2 separate regions of the Sus scrofa genome follow, and region 1 is linked to region 2. Evidence: chromatin contacts called from public Hi-C data. All regions are on one chromosome and are shown on one strand. Each heading gives the region's core, a stretch centred on a gene start, on an enhancer-like site or on the middle of the called end of the contact. The rest is flanking DNA. Distances are from core to core; before and after follow the strand shown.

Region 1 (5,881 bases), core at 834-3,333, 75 kb before region 2:
TGGACAGCCAGGGAGCTCAGGTCGCCCAGCTGAGGTCACTCAGCCAGTGTGGGCCACAGCCGAGGTCTGAATGCTTTCAGGGTCTCAGTTACCTAACACATAAATGGGGTGATGCTCCTGTTCTGGGACTACCAGCAACGAACTCCTTCCAGAACTTCTGCCTCTAGCCACAGGCTCTGCGGAAGGAGTGAGCTGGGGGAGGGGCCTGTCCACCCAATTCCAGCTGGGCTCCCATTTTCTCTGCCTTTGGCTTCGGCGCTCAGAGAACCTGAGTCGGTGGGGTGGAGGGAGCCTCCGGCCTGGGCAAGTGGGGTGCAGAGAACTGCGTCTGGAAGGCAGCCCAGTGGCCAAAACTGCTGGTGTGGCCATCCGCTACCCCCAGTGGCCAAGCTCTGTCACATGTCTCAGGCCTGGGAGGTCCTCTGGGGAAGCCCCACAGGGAGCCTGTCTCCCCTCCCTATTTTTAGTCTTTTTAGGGCCTCACCTACAGCATGTGGAAGTTTCCAGACAAGGGGCTGCCAGTGTATGCCACAGCCACAGCCACACCAGATCCTTAACCCACTGAGTGAGGCCAGGAATAGAACCAGTGTCATGCATCCTAGTCGGATTCTTAGGCCCCTGAGCTACAACAGGAACTCCCTGCCTCCCCTCCTTGGGCCTGAGAGGCCATCTCTGCCCAAGCCAGTGTCACGGGAGAGACCTGCTGGCAGGCAGACCTCCCTGCCCCGAGCCCTCATTCTGACTCTCCCCTGAGCACCGGTGCTGGTGATTTCCCCCTAGGCAGGGTGGCACTGGTCTCAAGGCCCGGAGACCCGGTCACTTCGGACACTTCCTCTCCCGCCCCGTGTCTCTCTCAGAACAACCCAACCTGTTCCAAGGCCCCACCTTGGGGTCTCAGGTCTCCGGGAGTTAGCGCAGAGCTCTGCTCTCGCTGTCCTGAGGGTCGGATTGCCTCCGGCTCAGGAAGACCCCACCACTCTGTGACTGGAGGAGTCTGACGTCAGAGCCGGGACCCTCTGCTCCCCACGCACCCCCGCAGGCTGGGCATAGACTAAGTGCACACTAGGGCTGCCCACGAGCACTAGTGCCCCTAGCACTCTCTCCCCCGCAGCGGGCCCCGCAAGCCTCCCCCCACCGCATGCAGTTGATTTACACGTGACCATACACGGCGTTTTGCCGGCTTTTAGGAAGGAGGCCGCATCTCCAAGCGTCGGCTCTCTCTGGGGTGGCTCTCTTTAGGAGCAGGGGGCGGGGGGAGATGGCTGAGTGGGCTGTCTCGGGGAGGGCGGGGAGTGGCAGGGCGCCAGAGGAGAATTTTGGGAGAAGCTCGCGTGTCAATCCTTCCGCAAGGCAAAACGAGGACTCCTATCTTCCCGCAATCTGGTCCCTCGCGGAGGCTGGGGAGTCGGCGTAAGCTGTATGGGACTCCCCACCTTCACTCTGATAGACTCCCAGTGCGGGCACCCAGGGAAAGGAGCGTGACTTTGACCAGGAAAGTCCCACACCCCCCTTCTAAAAGTCTACAGTGGAGAATGCGGGCATCGATCCCGCTACCTCTCACATGCTAAGCGAGCGCTCTACCACTTGAGCTAATTCCCCAACCCTGGCTAATTTCCGCCGCCGAAACACATTGTGGCTCACGTCATCACCGGTTTCCTTCAGGCCCTCGGGCCCGCCTGCCCGCCCTCCGGTCTTGGTACCCCATTGGTTCCCTTGCAGTTCCCATCTCTATGGCCATGATTGGTTTGGCTCATTTTAGTTTTAAAAAGCATTGGCTATCGGATTGGTGGTCCGAAGCGTCGGTCAAGCGGAGGCCCTGCTGTTGCTACGGCGTAGGGGGACCCAGCCAGGTTTCTCTCGGTTTCTGATTTGTTTCTCCAGACTCCCGGGTCCTAGAGGTTCCGGAACCGTCAAGTCCATGGGAAAAGGATGAGCCCCTCTCGCTTGACTGACGAGGTCTGCCAGCCAATCGGCGTGCGTGCAACGGGGCCGCAGGGTGATCCAATAGGTTACAGGGGGCGGGAGAGGGAGGCCAATGAGCGCGGGACTGGGGGCGGGGCCAGGGCCATGATTGGCCGTGAGGCGGCCGGAGGGAGGGCGGGGGGAACTCAAGGCCTGCTTGATACGTCCGCCATTTTGGGCGCTTCGCTGATGGTGTCGGTGAGCGCGTTTCCCGCCTGAGCGCAACTAGCGGCGAGTCGCGGGCACCTCCAGGTAATGAGGGGGAGGGGGCGGCGGAGCGGGCCGTCGCGCGGGGTGCGCGGCGCGCGGGCGGCGGGGCGGCCCCTCCGCCCGGCCTCGGCGGCGCGGGGAGGGAGCGTCCCGGCCCCCTCCCCTCCCCCCCGGAATTCGCCGCTCCGCGGCCGGGGAGGCGCGGCGCCCCGGCTCCGGGGCCGTCCCCGCCCGCGCCTGTCAGCCGCCCGGCTCGCCCGCTGCGGGCCGCGGGGGCCGCGCCGGGCCGGGCGCCGAGGCGGGACGAGGGCCCGGCGGCGAACTTTGCGCCCGCGCGGACGTCCGCGGCCTGGCGCGGCGGCGACCGGGCGCGCCCCTAGCCCGGCGGGGCCCGCTCCGCCCCGGCCGGCGGCCCCGAGCGCCGCCCGCCGGCCCCGGAGAACTTCGCTGGGCGCGGGCCCCGGAGCGTGTCAAGTTAAGGCGGCCGCTCGCCGGAGCCTCGCGAAGGCCATTGTTGGACTCCGCTCTCCGGGAAACAAGTTCTGTGGGTTTCTGCTCCTTCGCCGCAGAGTCATCGGAATACGCAGAGCCGGGCCCGGAGTATTTAAATCTCCTTCCGAGCGATTTTTTTTCCACTCCGGTGCTGCGACTCCAGCGTAGACCTGGTCGCGAAGGTCTCCCTGGCGAATATGAGCTTGCGGGGGGCTGGGGGGTGGTCCTTCTTTCGGCAGCAAGAACCTCCCTCTTAAAGAAGCTCTCTCGCCGTTAACTTGGAGGGGTTTCCTCCTCCGTCCCGCCTGCTCTCGGCACAACTTGGACCCTTGGTTGTGCGTAGACCGAGCGAGTCCTTGGAGGTCCCTGTGTGTCCTGACGTCTCAGCCTCAGAGCTTCGTGCAGTGCTCTCGATTCTTACTTTCTCCGTGGGTCGGGTCGAGCTTTGTTTATATTTTGCTTTTATGGGAGGGGCACTTTCGTCCTCGCCGCACTTGTTAACGAGGCTCTTGTCGTATTTTGTGAACGGGAGGCTTACTTGGGTTTTGTCCTCAAGGTCAAGTTGCAGGTAGGCAGCCAGTGGGAAAGCGAGTCCAGGTTTCCAGCCGCTGGAGTCTCCTAAGTGGTGCTGGTGCCTGCGCTCTCTTTGCTCTCGAGTTAGACTGCCTGGTTTCACATCTTGGCTTCATCACTTTCTTCACTGCTGCTTCTGTAACTGTGTCTGCCTCCTGAGTTTGCCAGGAGTAAATGAGTTAATACGTGTAAAGCAGCTACAAATGGTGCCTGGCACGAAGAATCAGCTTAGAAATTAATGGCTATTATTAGGTTTGATGTTTTAAATATTTATATACCATTAGGAAGGTAAATGAGTGTTTTCAGTCCTGGCTTTGGGCGAGTGTCTTTAGAAAGGTCTGTGTATTTAGAGTCATTTGGGCTGAGACAGTGACCTGGAAGTGTATTGTAATTTTTTTCAGGGGAGGAGTGGTTGAAGATTCGTTAAGTTGCAAACGTTTCCTGGAGTAATGAGCCCTGGTGCTTCAGAATGGTTAGTTTCAGAGATGGTTAAATAGGGAAAAGCTCCCCAGGAGCTCCAGTTGGATTCTCTTCCTGCTGTACTTTTGGATACTACTTCTGAAGTGTGATTGGCCCCCAAATCAATAGCTCCCGAGCTTCTCAGGGTACTCTTGGTTCTTACCGAGGCTCGGGAGGTTCCTGTGTGTTGAACTTCACTGTGTATGTGCTTCAGTGACGATAGTTTGGGCAATAACTGTTTTCCCGGAGGGGTGCTTTGGAAGCTGTTTTATATCTCAGTATATCTGATCAGGGAGTCTAGAATAGCTAACAAAATGCCATCCACTAAGTCACACATGTACTCCCAGGCTTTTAATTCCTGCCCTGTGCTCTTCTCTCTGGTGCTGGAACCACGCTCGCCTCCCCCCGTGTTCCTTGCCTGGGACCGGGCTGCTTTGCTGCACAGGCAGTGTCACTCGGGTGGACTCAGTCTTAAGTGGAGAGGGGCGTCTTGCGGGTGTAACTCACTGAAGATCAGGAGGGAGACTGCTTTAGACAAGAAACCGAGCTTTGCATAAAGTATAGCAAAACAAAAACTTTCTGGTTTCAATTAACGACTTGGGAATTTGAGAATCAGACCATAACAGGGCAGAAAATGAACAGTGATGAAATGAAGACTCAACAAAGGTGAGGTTTGCTTCTTAAAGATAAATTTTTGCATTGATTTGGTACAAAGATAATGCGCTTGTTACAGAGAAGACCTCTTTCTTCTTAAAACAGTATTTGTCAGGATTAGTGTTTAGTTTGCTTCTGTGATAACCTTGGATCTTGTGGTTTTATATTTTAGATACTGAGAGGCAGCCTGAGTATATATTGGTCTACACTTTTACAACTTTTTATTACTCTAAGGAAGAATGATACTGACAGTGAAGTTCTAATCATCCGCTCAAGTAAAACTCAGCGTTGAGTTTATTTCATAAAAGCACCAGGGGCTGTGGTTGATCCTCCTCAGCAGTCAAGATCTGAGCCTGATGTGGGCTGAGTTAGTTACCTTTTCTTAGGTGAGATGGACAGAAAAAATAGATCTGGCCTTGGCTTCGAAGCAGCTGTCTTATTTCTTTCCTTTTTTTAAGAGAACCTCGAAAGGTTTTTTGTTTGTTTTGTCTTTTTAGGGCAGTACCGCTGCATATGGAAGTTCTGAGGCTGGGGGTTGAATCAGAGCTGCAGCTGCTGACCTACGCCACAGCGACAGCAACGCGGGATCCTTAATCCTCTGAGCCAGGCCAGGCCAGGCATCGAACCTGTGTCCTCATGGATACTGGTCGGGTTCCTTACCACTGCACCACAATGGGAACTCCAAGAGGTTGGTTTTTTATTTACTCTAGATCAGTGGTTCTCAACCAGGGGGTGATTTTGCCCCGAAGAAACATTTGGCAATGTCTGGAGACATTTCTGTGTGTCAGCCTGTGGGGCTGGGCAATGTACTGTTGGCTTCTAGAGGCTAGAGACCAGGGGTGTTGCTAAACATCCCATGACACACAAGGCGGCTCCCCTCTGCCCCCAGCAAGACAGTCACCCAGCCCCAAGTATCAGTACTGCTGAGGCTGAGGAACCCCGCTCTAGACGGATGCCAGACTGCTCTGCACCAGAATCGTTTGGGGTACTTTCTAAGACTGTGGGTGATGGACCCACCTCAAGAAATTTGTGGTGAGAATGAGAAAATGTTTTTATTTGTTTTTTATTAGGGACGCACCTGTGGCATACGGATGCTCCCAGGCCAGGGGTCGAATTGGAGCTACAGCTGCCAGCCTACACCACAGCCACAGCCACTCCAGATCCGAGCCTTGTCTTTGATGTAAACCACAGCTCACAGCAATGCTGGATCCTTAACCCACTGATGGAGGCCAGGGATTGAACCCGAGTCCTCATGGATATTAGTTGGGTTCGTTACTGCTAAGCCGCAACCGGAACTCCAGAAAATATGTTTTTTCTTTAAGGCTGCACCTGCGGCATATGGGAGTTCCCAAGCGAGGGGTCGAATTGGAGCTGTAACTGCTGCCTTACACCACACCTGCGACCTACACCGGAGCCCACCCCAGCGCCACCTCCTTAATCGAGCAAGGCCAGGGATCACACTTGCATCCTCATGGATACTAGTCGTGTTCTTTACCTGCTGAGCCACAATGAGAACGCTTGGAAAATATTT
Region 2 (6,129 bases), core at 1,908-4,407:
GGGGACCAGGTTACACATACATGCATACATACTTTTCCCTCCTATTGTTTGTTGTGTTGCGATGTAAGTGTCTAGGCTGCTGGCCTACACCACGGCCGAGCCACGTCTGCAGCCTGTACCATAGCTCCCGGCAACGCCGGCTCCTTAACCCACTGAGCGAGGCCAGGGATCAAACCCGCAACCGTGATTGCTACCTCATGGTTCCTAGTCGGATTCGTTTCCATCTCCCCCCCCCCCCTTTTTTTTTTCCTTGTCTTTTTGCCATTTCTTGGGCCACTCCTGCGGCATATGGAGATTCCCAGGCTAGGGGTCGAATCGGAGCTGTAGCCGCCGGCCTACACACAGCCACAGCAACACGGGATCCGAGCCACATCTGCAACCCACACCACCACTCACGGCAACGCTGGATCCTTAACTCACTGAGCAGGGCCAGGGATCAAACCCGCAACCCCATGGTTCCTAGTTGAATTCGTTAACCACCAAGCCATGACAGGAACTCCCGTTTCCATCTTTTTAAAAAGTAAAAGCGAATGTTTTCTCACTTGTAACTGAATGCCTTCTTACTTAAAGACTAGAAGGCATTCCTTTTATCCTGTTCAGTAAGCTCAGACGTCCTGTCTGTGGTTTGGGGAGAGGTGTCACAAGCAGTGTAGTGCTGGTCTGGGAGTACTTGAAAGCTGCTTCCTGCAGGGGGATCCTGAGTTAGGTTAGACACCCGTTTCATTGGCTTCCCCCAGGTAGAAAGAAAGAGATGCTCTCCCTCTTGGCTGCCCTAACTTGCCGAGGAACTGGTGTTAGTATCCCCTGAGCACAGCTGTACTGGGTGACTGGCGTGTCTGCCAGGCGGGCAACCAGGGGCACCCAGCTGTACATCGCATTGCAAGGGAGACTCCGTTTCCTCATCCACATGGGTTGTATTAAACATTAGAGATCCTAAGAAACGAAGGCTTTCCTTGAGCACCTGCATATGAACGTACCTAACAGGTCGCCCTTGCGTTTTACCCTGTGACCTTGTCACACGCTGGGAGAGGGGAGTGGAAGAGCGTGTGGAGAGTACTTTTTTTTTTTTTTTTTTTTTTGGTCTTTTTGCCTTTTCTTGGGCCGCTCCCGCGGCATATGGAGGTTCCCAGGCTAGGGGGCGAATCGGAGCTAGAGCCACCGGCCTACACCACAGCCACAGCAACGCGGGATCCGAGTCGCATCTGCAACCTACAGTACAGTTCATGGCAACGCCGGATCGTTAACCCACTGAGCAAGGGCAGGGACCGAACCCGCAACCTCATGGTTCCTAGTCGGATTCGTTAACCACTGCGCCACGACGGGAACTCCCTGGAGAGTTCTTTTGAGGCAACAGTTCTGTCAAATCCATTTCATTGCTACCACATGGTCTTGATTTTACCAGATTTTAATGGTAGAGGGAAGTGCTGCCATTGATGTTACCTTACACTTGCTTTTAGGTCTTTGTTAATTATACATTAATGCCTTTGTGGGAAAACATTTATGGTTTCCAATTACCCTCAAACAAACAAACAAACAAAAAACCTCCCCTCCTTTTGTGGGGGTGAAGGTTCCAAGTCTTACCACCCCCGCCCTCAGCCTGATGTGAATGGGAGGTGTTTCCAGGCTTGAGATAGTTGCTGGCTGTCAGCTAGATCAGCAGAGGCAAGCAGGGCCCGGAAGATGTTGCTGAGAGAAGGGGCGGGAAAACAGGTATGTGTGTGTTAACATCTATAATAAGCAAGGTCACTCGCCTGCCTTGGTAGATGTACTGAAAATAAAGTCTTAACGAATACGCACAGGTGAGGTTGGGCTCATGTAATACTTGTCTCGCTGATACCGTGATCTTGGGCTCTGTTAGTTGTTAGTGTTCGTGACCTTACAAGTAGCGCTTGACTCTTGATTTGTTTCCCTAGGCAAGAAATTATAGAGCAGCTTCTATCAAATATTTTCCACAAGGAGAAAAATGAACCAGCCATAGTCAGTGCAATCCAGGTACTGCTGACTCTACTTGAGACTCGACGACCAACGTGAGTTTCCCTTCTCTCTTAGAAAGTGAGCCTTTGGGGTTTGCTTTAAGAATTTTTCAAAGCGAAGCATTAAGTTATTGGTTGATAGCTACAATATCACGCCCTTAAATTTCAGGTGCTGAATCTTTTTCTGCTATATAAATAGTTTTATATGAATGCGATACGTAGATGTAGTTTAAAAATACGGTTTGGTGAATACTGCTGGCAGTATTTGGGTTTTTGTAGTAGTTCCCAAAATGCTACTGTAATAAACAAAAATATGCAGAATAGCTCAAACACAAGAGAAGCTTATTTCTTGCTCACGAAAATTGAGGGTAGCTGTTCCTGGTTGCTGTGCACTCTCCAAGCGGCAGTTCAGGGACTCTTTGCATCTGTGCTTCCTTCCAGTGCAGACTGGCCTGAGGCTTCGGGCTGGGGGGTTTCATGTGTGAGGCAGTACAGGCCATTAGGCTGTTAAAAACAGATGGCGGGTGGAGGCCTTCAGACACATTCTGTGCTGTGTGTTTCAGAATCAGAAATACGGCCTCTTTTTCCTATTTGTGTGCTCTGGAAAAGCCGTTTAATATTTGTCAGACTTTATTTTTTACAGTTGATACCTAAAACTAATTTCCTTAGTAATTGTCAGAGTTCTCTAATTGATTCCTAGAGCATGAGAATTTGAAGAAGTGTATATATCTGTGTGTGTGTGTGTGTGTGTGTGTGTGTGTGTGTTCCAGGAATGTGGGGTTTAGAGAGAGGAATTTGTATTTTTTACCCATTCTTGGATCCATCCAGTAAACCAGAGGGCAGGAGGAGAGACGAGGTCTCCTGTCAACATATGAAAATACAGCCGTTACTCTTAATGATGTCATCTGGTTTCTGGCAAAATAGTAAACATAGTCTTAACCAATCTTCGCCTCCCAAAGTTCCTGTCTCTGTTCCTGGTTTTTTAATCTTTGCTTAATGATAATACATGGGCAGCGTGGCAGCACCGCTTCAAGTATGTTGTAATTTTGGGAGTGTAGCTGCAGTTTTGACTTTGTCTGTGTCTTCCCTGGTAAATCTTATCTTCAGTAATGTAATCAGTAACCTAAGGTATTACTCAAGTGGTACAGGACTGGTATCTTGCTACTCATGCCACAAGGCAGTTGCATCATCTCTGAAACTGGTTAAAAAGCAGGAGAGCTGCTGCTGTGAGACATATTGATGACTCTGGCTTGAGAAAGGAATAAATCAGAAAAGGGAAACAGGTTTGCTCATGGAAGAGAAAAAACCCACATAATTGCACAACTTAGAGCAAATGGAGGCAATACAACAATAAAAGCAATGATAGGAGGAGATTTCTCATCAGGAGTAAGTTATCCTTAGAGCACAAAGGTGCAAATACTAAGCAAGACTAAATTTAAAGAGGGTGGGGACAGGGGTGGGGAGGCGACCAAGATCTTAGCGTGTCCTTATGAGATTTCTGAATCCCTAGGATAAAGAGTAAATCCTAAAAATATTCGGATAAGAAAAAATCAGGTTAACTTCAAAGCAAGTCGGGTTGCCAGACATCTCCCTTATAAAGCTGAATACTCAATGAAGAGTAGGGGACAGGATCGTGACCCTGAAATACTTGGGTCGCTGTGTGAGGACAAGAGGAGTTTTCAAGCATATGGGACCTCATTGTTCCGTCTGTGTTCTGTTCCTGTGGTAAATTACTTGGAGATGGACTTTACCAAAGCCAGACAAAAATAAGGTAGCATAAAGAACTTAAGGAACTATATTGGTGAAGTTGACAACGAAATGAAACGGGCATGGGAAAACTAATGTGAGTATTAAAATCATGCTGAGTGAATAACTGATGGAGTTCCTGCTGTGGCTTCAGCGGGTGAAGAACCCGATGTTGTCTCTGTGGGGATGCGCGTTTGACCCCTGGCCTCGCCCAGTGGGTTGAGGATCTGGTGTGGCCGTGGCTCTGGCGCAGGCCGGCATCTGCAGCTCCAGTTCAACCCCAGCCTGAGAACTTCCACCTGCCGCGGGTGTGGCCCTAAAAGGAGTGTGGGGGATGAATAATTGAGTAAGTCAAATGTTGAAAAAAATGTGGTAAATTCCAGATTATTTTAATAAAACTCAAAAAATAAGGAGAAAGGGATGTTTGTGCACAATGTAGTTCTTCTGCCGAGGAGCTCTGGGGTACTTTGAAATACAGTTTCCTTGCTCCTCTGAAAAAGTTATAGTTCAGATATGTTTTATGAACCATGCAGGATGCTGATGGGTATGTAATGGGCAGAGCACCTCCAGTGCGGGGAGAGCAAAGAGACGCGGGACTTGGCACACATCCGTGAGCCCCTCAAGAAATGCTGGGGCCAAGTGGCTGAGAGGCCAGAGAAAGGCGCCCTTGCAGTGTAGCCTTGGGGGGAAATGCACGGTCCCCCGCCCCCGATCCTCCTCCATTCTTGCCCCTGGAGAAGGGAGGTCAACGCCGAAACCCGAAGGTGCAGGTGAAGGCCATTAGCGGTGGGAGGAAGGGACCAGGGAAAAACCTCTCTCCCACAGGACAGGCAGGGACACATGCAGGCCCGGGCTACCAGAGACCCCCGGCACGGAAGTAAGGGCAGGGTCTCTGAGGGGGCCCCACCCCTGCAGCCCAGGGACACTCCGCTGCCTGAGAGCAGGCGGAGCCAGAGCGGCAGGGCTCTTCTCCCTGCAGCCCTCCCTCTGGGCCGCCCTACGGGGAGCAGCAGCTGCTGGCAAGGAAGGGCTGGCGGGTGGCAGGGTGACAGGCGGCTGGCGGGCATGGAAGACCTTCAGCTCGGGCGGGGCCGACATGGAGGAAAACCTGGCAGCCCAGCCCCAGCTGTGAAGACAGAGTAGCTGGGGTCAGATGGGAAGTCTTTAATGCCCTGAGAGAAATCAGTCGCACAGCAGCAGCTCGGCCGCCAAGATAGACGGATCCCCAAACCCACACGCGAGACCCGCTTCGATCAGTTTCTCTCGTCTTCACGGCATCTCCCTGTTTCAGCCAAAACTTGCAGGACAGAGAGGCAGGATGCAAAGAGCGCCAGCAAACGCTCAGGAAAGAGGCATATTCAGTAGAACCAGATTCACATGTGTTGGGATGGTCAGGCCTGGAATTTAAAATAACTGTGATTAACATGTTAGAGGCTTGTGGGAAAAGTGGACAGTATGCGAACAGATGGAAAATTTTAGTAGCGACACGAAAGTTTCTAGGGAAATGCTAGAAGCGAAAAGAGACAGCAAATGGCGAGTGTCTCTGGGCGTATTTGTCACCTCTGACGTCGCCGAGTTTCCAGTCAGTGTGGACGTTAGGCATGACTTCTACCGAGGGGCGAAGAGTTAAACCCAAGAGATGGCTGCTTCGTGAGGTCCGGTACGTACCGCGCGCCCAGACCCCGCGCCGATAGCATCCGCCAGTAAGAGGAGGCAGGGCTGCCTGGAGAACTGGCTGGTGCTAGGACCGGGCTAAGCGGTGCATGCGAGGAGCCCGGAGCATCGTGTGGCGCCGCGAGGAAGGAAGGGCGCGACGAAGCCGCGCCGTGGGGCTGCGGGAGGGCTCCGGGGCCAGCGGGAAAGGCTCTGGTCAGCCAAAGCTGCCGTCCCTTGCTCACCGCATAAAGTGGTGCTGTGTCAAAGCAGAGTGTGAAACATCCAAGCCGACAGAAATAAACGATTGGGCGGCCGTGCGGGGAGTTGGGCACAGCTTCCTTCCAAAGATCGCAGCACGGAGGGAGTCAAAGAGAACCGGACGGGTAGTCTGTCAGTAGCAAACTCAAGTTTGACGGAGAAAGCTGACCGCTACGAGCTCAGCCAGGTGATCAAAGTCAGCAGACAGCCAGTGAGAAGTCGTGTGCGGGTAGCACCCTGGCTGAGATGTGGTGAAAGTGGCGTTGTGCCTGCGTGGTCTTCTCCCAAAGACCCGGGATCCTCAGAAAGACAGCAGCCCAGACCCCCCCACTCCCCAGGGACACTCTGTGAAGTAGCTGACCAGTAGCGTCAGCTCACAGCCACGAGGAGACGTGACAACTCAGTGTAAAAGTGGTGTCCCAGGCGGATTCTGGACGGAGGAGCAGCTTGAGATAAAAACTAAGGAAATGTGAATAAAGCATGGATTTCATGTGTG

What was found. Hi-C and Micro-C count contacts between places; a contact is called where the count stands out from the background.
Region 1: a contact with region 2 is called in a Hi-C map of embryonic fibroblasts, with 2.1 times the contacts expected there. The contact joins the promoter of PPP6R3 here to the enhancer-like site in region 2. A contact is called at or near these places in 2 of 47 Hi-C or Micro-C datasets (embryonic fibroblasts and liver) and 2 of 2 datasets of contacts at active chromatin or transcription factors (alveolar macrophages and skeletal muscle).

Annotation. Positions count from the first base shown.
Region 1 is chr2:4,519,623-4,525,503 of Sscrofa11.1, reverse strand. PPP6R3 (serine/threonine-protein phosphatase 6 regulatory subunit 3) reads left to right here and starts at 2,083. Exons shown (of 26, transcript XM_021082696.1): 1 at 2,083-2,214. TRNAA-AGC (a tRNA gene) reads right to left here and starts at 1,599; the gene lies at 1,527-1,599.
Region 2 is chr2:4,445,234-4,451,362 of Sscrofa11.1, reverse strand. It overlaps PPP6R3 (serine/threonine-protein phosphatase 6 regulatory subunit 3), which reads left to right. Exons shown (of 26, transcript XM_021082696.1): 9 at 1,914-2,027. Among named protein-coding and RNA genes, the nearest start is that of PPP6R3, 75 kb to the left of the region's middle. Within about 2 kb of position 3,157, at least 7 of the 83 cell types and tissues checked have an H3K27ac peak or open chromatin away from gene starts, as enhancers often do. A contact at or near this core is called in alveolar macrophages, embryonic fibroblasts and liver, where this site is marked.